Linked DNA regions of Mus musculus: region 1 is linked to region 2. Evidence: chromatin contacts called from public HiChIP or PLAC-seq data. All regions are on one chromosome and are shown on one strand. The core of a region is the stretch at or near the end of the contact, and the rest is flanking DNA. Distances in the headings are between cores, read along the strand shown. Region 1 has its middle 13 kb from the start of Ston2. Region 2 overlaps Tshr (thyroid stimulating hormone receptor).

Region 1 (4,905 bases), core at 1,521-4,020, 320 kb before region 2:
ATAAAGACTCAAAGCAAACATCCAGAGAGCTCAAGTAGAGCTGCAGGCTGCTTTAGGGTTGCATTTCACAAATTAGCATGGAAATGGGCAATGTCTGGTGTCTAGATTGCTTCTCTACAAGGTGGGAATGCAAGGACAATGCCAGGAATTAAACAACAGCCCATGCTGGAGGACTTCATCGGTGGCCTTCAGCAACTTCTCACGCCCAAGCTGTTTCTGTAGTACCAATTTTTCAGGGGTTTCTGATGTAACTGTCATCTGCCCAGTTTGCCTATAGATTTTAGATCACCCGCTCCATTATGACACAGCTGGGCTATTGAAGATTAGTGGAGCCAGCGAGTGCCTATGTGTGTGTGGACACTCAGTGCCAGCTGTGCCTGCCTCAGTTCTTCTGGCTTCTCGTTTCCTGAGGCTCCCTGAGGCCTCTCTGCCCTCTAGCCAGGCTTGTGCTCCAGTCTCCGCTTAGACTCCACTGGGTCCACATTAAGTCAAGCCCATCTGATATGCACCCTTGTGTGTTTCTTAGATAGTTCTTCTTATCATTGATTACAGTCTTTGCCTGCTGTACTCTCCTGGCTTGTAAATCCCAAAACAGGCACCAGTCTGTCTTGTTCACCCGCAGGGGTCCAGAGCTCAGCAGGATGCCCAACATGCAAATTAATTTGTTTCATTTTTTTGAATCAGCAGATGGAGTTTCTAGTTGGAAGAACATGAAAAAAGGGGGCGTTGACATCCAGAGAAAGTGCAGACGTGCAAATGGACATTTAACAGTTTGAGTGGTGCCCCATGGCTTAGCCACTGTGTATGAGACTTCCCTGAACTCTCTCAAATCCCAAGAAGGATGAACATATCCTTCCAAGAAACCAGCTTAGGAGAGGGACAAGTGGCCCACATCACCTGGAGGGAGGCCTGCTCAGGAATCTCTCCCCCACACAGGCGGTGTCCAAGAAATAGGAACAGAACGTTTAACATTGAGCTCGACCCACTGGAGTAACAAAGCCCTTTCCAAACTAAGAAGAGGAAACATGGAGTACTTAGAGCATCAATGAAAAGAAACCAAAACAACCTCTGCCCTCTTTAGCTCTGCTGTGCCAATCCCATCCAATGCTACCTGGGTGTTTACTGCACCCAAGACTGGACCAGAAAGGAGGAGAAAGGCAGTGTAGCCAGGGGGCCTGTGAGTGCCACCAGGAGCTGCCACCTTTGCCCTGTGTCTACTAACTTCCATGGGACATGGGCCCTTCCATGCATATCTTTCTTCACTCAGAAAGCCTGGCTATCATAAAGATGAAAAACTTGCCTGGAATATATATAGTTGAGCCCCTTTTTCTCAAAAGTCTTATCGAGTTGGTAAAGTACCATTAAACACTAGCTGATCACTAAAAATGTCTAGTTCCTTTTTAGGATTCTGTAGCTCCAGCGGTTACACAGCCATCTTCGTCCTGTGGGGTGTGGTTATGTAGACAGAATGGGTACACAGAGAACAGAGACCACAATGCAGACAGACTCCTCTCACTCTCCCAGTACTGCTTCCATCTAAGCTAAACAGCAAGTCGGGCTGAACTATCTACCATTCACTTGTCGACCAGGCAAGTCCAACCTACACCCGCTTGCCACGTGCACCCAAAGGCAGCAAAATGATTGCAACCTAGCACAAAATCGTAAACTCGCTGGTTACATCATGAGATTATTTTGTTACTCAATTGCACGATCCTCAAATGTGAACGCTGTAGATGATAACACCATGTTCCCATCTACGTCAAATGATTGAATGCATCAGTTCAGAGTCTAAGCTCTTGTGTGCGCCTGTTTTCAACTAGGAATCTCACATTGTTTTTTAATCTGGACCTATCTATCAGTTCCTCTTGAGGTAAAGAAGACAAAGTCATGAGGCTATCTGGGCAGAAGAATGGAACGACTCGGGGTGGGGATGGGGGGGGCAAGGAGCATGAGATCAGGGGCAGTGAGGAAGGGAATGAAGGAGAATGACGTTATAATGAGACACATATATGAAAATATCGCAATGAAATCAATTACTTTATAAGCAAATGTAATCCTCTAAAAAACATGGGTGTAGTTTCCAAAATATCCCCTAGAGGGCACCAGAGTGTCACACCGGAAAAAAAGTTGTGCGTGGTTTTGTTGTTGTTGTTGTTGTCTTGTTTTGTTTTGCTTTGCTTTGTTTTTAAAAAGACAAGTTGGGGTGTGGAGGGCACAGGTAATGGAATATGGAGTGTAAAAAAAATAAATTAATTTTTATCATAAAAAAGACAAGTTTTCCAGTATTTTGTTTGTTTGTTTTGTTTTGTTTTGTTTTTCCAGGCTACTTTTCTGAAATGAAGTCTGAGGTCAGATGTTCCTCACAAGAATATAACTGTACCTTCTAGAAGCATCCTTGGGGCCTCTTGGCATCATCAGCACTCCCTCATTGTATTATCATACATAATACTGAAGTTGCAGGGAACACATGTCACCTGACACCAAGGAGCCATCTGGTCTACCCAGGTCCTGGATGCAGTGTCATAAGAAACAAAGTCCTCCTGGGCTTGCACGCTCTCCCGTGGGTCTCCACTGGCGGCTTCCTCCTTTGGCATCTACCAAGTTGTTCCTTCCACAACCATGTGAAGCAGGGAGAGTAAGGAGGATTAAGCATTTGGTGTGGGAAACTCCCAGGACTTGCCTCCAGTTGTAGCTAATTCAGAGATGGGCCCAGGGAGAGAGGGACATCTGCTAAGAGTCTCCCTAGAGAGCCTCTCCACAGTGCTCTGGCTCCATCTTCTGACATGAGGACTACCATTCACTAGCAGCTACCCACTTCCCTCTGGGGACGTAATCACACTGCTCCCCTTTCCTCGAAGATCACTGATCCTTACTGGGTGCTGTGAGCTTCTGGGCTGTTGTCAGAAAATCAGTCTCTTGCTGATAAAGAAATTGCAGCACGTCACAAATTTCTATGTGCTTTGTCTCTTGGTCCTGGTGTGTTGTGACACCCTTTGTCTTAGTTAGGGTTTTACTGCTGTGAACAGATACCACAACCAAGGCAAATCTTATAAAACAAAAAACAAACAAACAAAAAAAAAACCATTTAATTGGGTCTGGCTTACAGGTTCAGAGGTTCAGTCCGTTATCATCAAGGTGGGACCATGGCAGCATGCAGGCAGGCATGGTGCAGGAGGAGCTGAGAGTTCTACATCTTCACCTGAAGGCTGATGGCAGAATATTGGCTTCCAGGCAGCTAGGATGAGGGTCTTAAAGACCACACCCACAGTGACACACCTACTCCAACAAGGCCATACCTCCTAATAGTGCCACTCCCTGGGCCAAGTATATACAATCCATCACACCCTTACTACTTTGTTCTGTCTGTCTGTTCTTCTGTCTGTCTGTTTTTCAAGAAAGGGTTTCTCTGTATAGGTCTGGCTGTCCTGGAAATCTGTGTGTAGACCAGGCTGGCCTCCAATGCACAGAGATCCACCTGCCTCTGCCTCCCAAGTGCTGGGATTAAAGGAATAATGCCACCCCCACTCCCACCCCTTACTTCACCACACCCCACCCCCACCCCAGCATTTCTTTGTTCTATCATCTAAGGTCTCAATGCTTTGCTACATAGTTTCCAAGGACTTTTGACTTCTTAAATGCAGCCTCCTAAAAGAGAAAGACCTTGGGAAATGAGGAAAGTGATCAGGGCTAGTTACAATGCCTAAACAGGCAAATAAGAATCTGTCCAAGTTGATACTCTTTAAACATATCTAGCAATCAGGAAAGAAGAGGATTAGCAAGATGTTTCATTGAGTAAAGTGTTTGCTACACTGATCTTAGACCCTCGGATGTCATTAAAAGTTCATGGTGGGGGCTGGTGAGATGGCTCAGTGGGTAAGAGCACCCGACTGCTCTTCCGAAGGTCCAGAGTTCAAATCCCAGCAACCACATGGTGGCTCACAACCATCCGTAAGGAGATCTGACTCCCTCTTCTGGAGTGTCTGAAGACAGCTACAATGTACTTACATATAATAAATAAATAAATCTTAAAAAAAAAAAAAGTTCATGGTGGCATAATGGTGACATCCAGCACTGTGGGGGCAGAGACAGAAGGACCACTGGCTAGTCAGATGATCTGGTGGAATTAGTGAGCTCCAGATTCAAAGAGAGACTCTGTTTCAAAATGTAAGGTGGAGAGGAACAGAGGGCGGGTGATAGTGACTTATGGTTTCCACACTTGGCACACACACCTGCATACATCATGCACACACCTACAGAGAGGGAGAGGGAGAGGAGAGAGGGAGAAGGAGAATCAGAACAGAATAACAAAATACATAGGAGGATTCTGGGAGCACTCTGGACTCATCTTCCTTAAAGTCAGCTGGCAGCCAGCCAGCACTTCCTGGGCAGACAGACCCCTTGGGTGTGAAATGAGACAACTCCCCAACCCACCTCCCACAAACACACCTTCCAGGCCAATGCCAGATGTTCCCTGAGAAAAACTCTTGTTCATGTAGCTTCCCCCCCCCGCCCTCAATTTTTTGTTTGCTTTTGTATGTGTACATCGTTGCTGATCAAACCCAGGGTCTTACCCATGCTAGGTCCAACAGCTAAGCTCCCAAACAGCCCCTGGCCAACATCCTCCTGCCTTTCCTGATCCCTCCTGGTGAATGGCATGAATAGAAACTGTCCTCTCCCATCAGGGGCAGGAAGCTGATTCCCCTTCCGGAAGACTGGGCAATGGCTGGCAAAAGCTTGCGAGGAAGAAAACAGGCTTGATGATGGATTGTGAGGGGAAGCAGCTGGGTGTGGTGAGGGAAGCCTTCCCTCTTTCTGTGTGGGAGCTCAAGGTTTCTCCCAGAGACCCAGAGCCATGCGGGAGCTCTACATCTCCTCAGTAGATATATGCTCAGGGTTCACTTGCCT
Region 2 (5,134 bases), core at 1,576-4,075:
TTTCTTTTAATGCTTTAAACTCTACATTTTAGTTCATGTGGGTTTTGACAGTGTATATGTTCTTACTCTTCATAGACAATGGGAATATATAGTGACTCCTGGCTACTATTGACATTACTTTATACTGACTTATAGCAAATCAGTCAAATATACTCTATTACAGTTTTCTTCATATTTATTCTTTCCATATTTTATAAAAATTTTAAATTTGTGAATTTAGAATTTCCAGATTTTGAAATTTTTGAATTGTGATTACTCTAAGCTTTTCTTTTTTAAAAAATTCTGGTTTGTTCTACTCTTCTTAAGCTCTAGTTATGTGGAGCCAGCACAGCATTTAATCCCAGCACTAGGAAGGCAGAAGCAGGCAGATCTCTGAGTTCGAGGCCAGCGTGATTTACAGAGTTCCAGGACAACCAGAGCAGTTACCCAGAGAAACCCCATCTTCAAAACAAAACAAAACAAAACAAAACAAAGCAAAGCAAAGCAAAGCAAAGCAAAGCAAAGCAAAGCAAAGCAAAGCAAAGCAAAGCAAAGCAAAGCAAAACAAAACAAAACCAATCAACTAACCAAACAAAAAGATCTGGTCATTTTTAAGTAAGTAGATCTTTGAAAATTCCAATGTGTTGTGATCATTTCTGCCCTCCAGTTCTCTAGCTCCTCCTAGATTCATCCTTATCTCTCTAGCATCCCACATAAATCCCCAACTTGATGTGCTTCAGAAAAAAAAAAAAATAACCCAGAGAGTCCACCTTGTGCCGCCCACATACTCATGTATGCAGGGCCTTCCACTAGAGCCAGGTTTACCGACCAGTAGTCAAACCCACAGACAAAAGTAGACTCTCCCTCCTCAGACACTATCAATGACCTATAGTTCCCTAGTTGAAGCATGGAACTCATGAGCCCCTCATCCTGCTTTGAGCTAGAATGTATACTGACACATTAAAACATTTTTAAAATTATATACATGCATGTGCATATCACAACAGGCATATGGAAGTCACAGGACAACCTGCCATAGTTGTTTCTCTCTTTCCTTGTGTGGAACCCAGGGCTGACCTCACCTAGTGAGGCATGTAGCAAGTGCTTTGAGCTGCCGCTGGGTTGGCCCCTGTTATTCGGCTTTTCAAACTTTCCCCTTTTTATATTTAGTTTTATATGGCTGTCAGTTACTAACTTTCTATCTTTTGATTCATTTTTTTTCCTGTAATGTTTAATTCTCTTAATCTTATCCATGTTTTTATTTTATATATTACTAACCTCAGCTAGTTCACTTGAGTCTTCTTTGGACTTTCCTCTCTCTCTCTCTCTCTCTCTCTCTCTCTCTCTCTCTATCATTCTTTATTTTATTATAGTATACAAGACTTAACATAGCTGACTTGAAGCCGTGGCTTATGAAGTCATTGGCCTGTTGAGATCTAGTGGCATTTTCTCTTACTTATGGATCAGACGTCTCTCTCTGTTTTTGTTCTTTACTCCTCTATGTAGAGAAGTAAGACAGTGTGGTAAGTGCCATTGGGAGGGGCTCTCTGTGTTAGATGGACACAAATCCATCTCTCTGTGAATTAGGATCGGCCTTACTTCTGGCTGGCCACAGAATGCTGTAGAAGTGAAGTTCTGGGATCTTGACTTTTGCTAAGAAGCCTTGCTGCATCTCTGAGAATCCGTGGGGAATTTCTTCTGGGAGTTTGGTTCTGTTCTGTTAGTGTAACTACCTAGAGACTGCTGTGCAGAGAAGCCACAGAGGAGCTCCCAAGTGCCACCAGAGACTGACATTCAGATGAGTGTCACCAAGGCTGCATATGTGTAAATGAAGCCATCTCGGGGTCTCCAGCCAAGGCTACTTGTCACATGAATGGCTCTAAGAGATTTCTGTTTATACTGTGAGAACAATCCTGATCTCTTTCGTAGTACATATGTAAATGCAATGAAGTAGTTCTTATTTTAAAATCTCTTCATTTGGGGCAAATTCTTATGATGTGATAGATAACAAAAAATGTCCTTATCCAACATTGTTTACATAGACAGTTTGCATTCATGAGATTACTCATTGGACTTTAAGCTTTCTGAACCATTCAAAAAATGTGGAGTTCATTGAATTTGTGTTCTCATTGTAGTTCTGTGGATAGCAGAGTAGAGATTGTGTTTATATGCTTGCTTTTAGAATGTCTACTTGGAAGAAAGGAAAAGACTATAATTATTAGTTTTCTTTCATTAGATTAAAAAGTATTTAGAATATATTCAGTCTCCAGATATAATGGGTATAGTTTTCCTGACGTTTCTTGTAGATCTTTCCTGTGTGTTTAACACTTGAAAGCATTCCCCCCGAATTAGCCAACTGAGTATTGTTTAGTTGCCTGCAATTTGCAGTCCTCCTATCCTTTGAAACAATTCTTAAATTCTTCCCCTGCTACTGCAAACATGAGCAAAACAAACACTGCTCATTCTTGATAGAGAAGCCAAACAAAGGAGGAGGGGGTGGGAAGGAAGGGAGGGAGATATCCAGAAAAGGGAATGTGAATAGAGGATGGCACACCACTAAAAGAAATAGTATATTGTCATCAAAGTTTCTCTGAAAGACAGACAAACAAACAATTAAACAAACAAACTCAGATGTATATACATAGTTCCTTCCAAGGCACAACCATAGGGTCACAAACTGGGTGATGGGTCAATTCCTGTACAGGTTAGCTTTCCATCACCATCACCCCAGGAGAAAAACTGTAGACAGGTCTGCAAAATGGAGACTTACATGGGGACTCCTGGGACTGTGAATTCTGCAGAAGGAAACCTGAAACATTTCCTGATTGTTTTACTGATCCATGCAAGTCCACTTCCTGCTTCTCCAAACACTCCAGCTTTCACAGGTAGGTCTAATGAGTTATGCAATGCTACAATTTTATACAAAGAGGTAGCAAACGGGTGCATTACCTGGAAATATCTCACTGTCATAAAAGGAAAACCCTATCAGCAAAGTGTTCATTTATTTGTCCTGTGTGCTACAGCGGAAACTCATTGCCTACTGACAATCTTGATCGTCACAAAAAACACAGCAGTGAAAACCCTTTCTTCCTACAGTCCTCTCAGTTACAAAATAATCAAAGTGAAACCAGAGAACTCGTCATTTTGATGAAGTAATGTAAATGGGTAGAGCGTTTAGAAGGTTTAGGTTCATCTCCGCCTAGACAGCTGTTGGTGCTTTCAAAAGCTCAGAGCACTTTTACATCTTGTAAAGTCCTTTTCTGAGGGATAGCATTAAACTTAGAAAATCTGGTTTCACACAGTGGGAAAAAATCACTGGTCAAGTGAATTTAATTCACATTTATCATCTCATGATTTTTGATGATGCTTACATTTTTCCCATAATTCACTGGGAAAGACAGAAAAGAAGAATAACATACTTCCTAGTCATGATTCAAGGAGAATTCACTTCCTGTGTCAAGATCTAAAGTAAAAACTTCAGGCTTTTTTTTTTTTTTTGGCTTTATTTATTTTTTTTTCTTTCCATTTTTTATTAGGTATTTAGCTCATTTACATTTCCAATGCTATACCAAAAGTCCCCCATACCCACCCACCCCCACTCCCCTACCCGCCCACTCCCCCTTTTTGGCCCTGGCGTTCCCCTATTCTGGGGCATATAAAGTTTGTGTGTCCAATGGGCCTCTCTTTGCAGTGATGGCCGACTAGGCCATCTTTTGATACATATGCAGCTAGAGTCAAGAGCTCCGGGGTACTGGTTAGTTCATAATGTTGATCCACCTATAGGGTTGCAGATCCCTTTAGCTCCTTGGGTACTTTCTCTAGCTCCTCCATTGGGAGCCCTGTAATCCATCCATTACTGTGGGCATCCACTTCTGTGTTTGCTAGGCCCCGGCATAGTCTCACAAGAGACAGCTACATCTGGGTCCTTTCGATAAAAATCTTGCTAGTGTATGCAATGGTGTCAGCGTTTGGATTCTGATTATGGGGTAAGGACACATGCTCCACTATGTTCATAGCAGCCTTATTTATTATAGCCAGAAGCTGGAAAGAACCCAGATGCCCCTCAACAGAGGAATGGATACAGAAAATGTGGTACATCTACACAATGGAGTACTACTCAGCTATTAAAAAGAATGAATTTATGAAATTCCTAGCCAAATGGATGGACCTGGAGGGCATCATCCTGAGTGAGGTAACACATTCACAAAGGAACTCACACAATATGTACTCACTGATAAGTGGATATTAGCCCAAAACCTAGGATACCCAAGATATAAGATACAATTTCCTAAACACATGAAACTCAAGAAAAATGAAGACTGAAGTGTGGACACTATGCCCCTCCTTAGAAGTGGGAACAAAACACCCTTGGAAGGAGTTACAGAGACAAAGTTTGGAGCTGAGATGAAAGGAGGGACCATGTAGAGACTGCCTTATCCAGGGATCCACCCCATAAACTTCAGGCTTTTAAAACAATATATTTTGAGGTGCCCGCCCGGCTGGGGAGGCGACCTAAGCCACAGCAGCAGCGGTCGCCATCTTGGTCCGAGACCCGCCGAACTTAGGAAATTAGTCTGAACAGGTGAGAGGGTGCGCCAGAGAACCTGACAGCTTCTGGAACAGGCAGAAGCACAGAGGCGCTGAGGCAGCACCCTTTGTGGGCCGGGGACAGCCAGCCACCGTCTGGACCGGAGGACAGGTGCCCGCCCGGCTGGGGAGGCGGCCTAAGCCACAGCAGCATCGGTCGCCATCTTGGTCCGAGACCCGCCGAACTTAGGAAATTAGTCTGAACAGGTGAGAGGGTGCGCCAGAGAACCTGACAGCTTCTGGAACAGGCAGAAGCACAGAGGCGCTGAGGCAGCACCCTTTGTGGGCCGGGGACAGCCAGCCACCGTCCGGACCGGAGGACAGGTGCCCGCCCGGCTGGGGAGGCGGCCTAAGCCACAGCAGCAGCGGTCGCCATCTTGGTCCGAGACCCGCCGAACTTAGGAAATTAGTCTGAACAGGTGAGAGGGTGCGCCAGAGAACCTGAGAGCGTCTGGAACAGGCAGAAGCACAGAGGCGCTGAGGCAGCACCCTTTGTGGGCCGGGGACAGCCGGCCACCTTCCGGACCGGAGGACAGGTGCCCGCCCGGCTGGGGAGGCGACCTAAGCC

What was found. HiChIP or PLAC-seq counts read pairs in DNA pulled down with a chosen protein or histone mark.
Region 1: an H3K27ac HiChIP or PLAC-seq map of extraembryonic endoderm stem cells shows a contact between it and region 2. The contact joins two enhancer-like sites. A contact is called at or near these places in 12 of 39 promoter capture datasets (the 3T3-L1 cell line, 3T3-L1-derived adipocytes, the C10 cell line and 7 more) and 2 of 115 datasets of contacts at active chromatin or transcription factors (embryonic stem cells and extraembryonic endoderm stem cells).

What each region holds. Positions count from the first base shown.
Region 1 is chr12:91,796,781-91,801,685 of GRCm38.p6, reverse strand. No RefSeq gene overlaps it. Among named protein-coding and RNA genes, the nearest start is that of Ston2, 13 kb to the right of the region's middle. Within about 2 kb of position 2,770, at least 9 of the 459 cell types and tissues checked have an H3K27ac peak or open chromatin away from gene starts, as enhancers often do. A contact at or near this core is called in extraembryonic endoderm stem cells, where this site is marked.
Region 2 is chr12:91,474,297-91,479,430 of GRCm38.p6, reverse strand. The region is part of intron 1 of Tshr (thyroid stimulating hormone receptor); the gene reads right to left. Among named protein-coding and RNA genes, the nearest start is that of Gm40541, 60 kb to the left of the region's middle. Within about 2 kb of position 2,825, at least 5 of the 459 cell types and tissues checked have an H3K27ac peak or open chromatin away from gene starts, as enhancers often do. A contact at or near this core is called in extraembryonic endoderm stem cells, where this site is marked.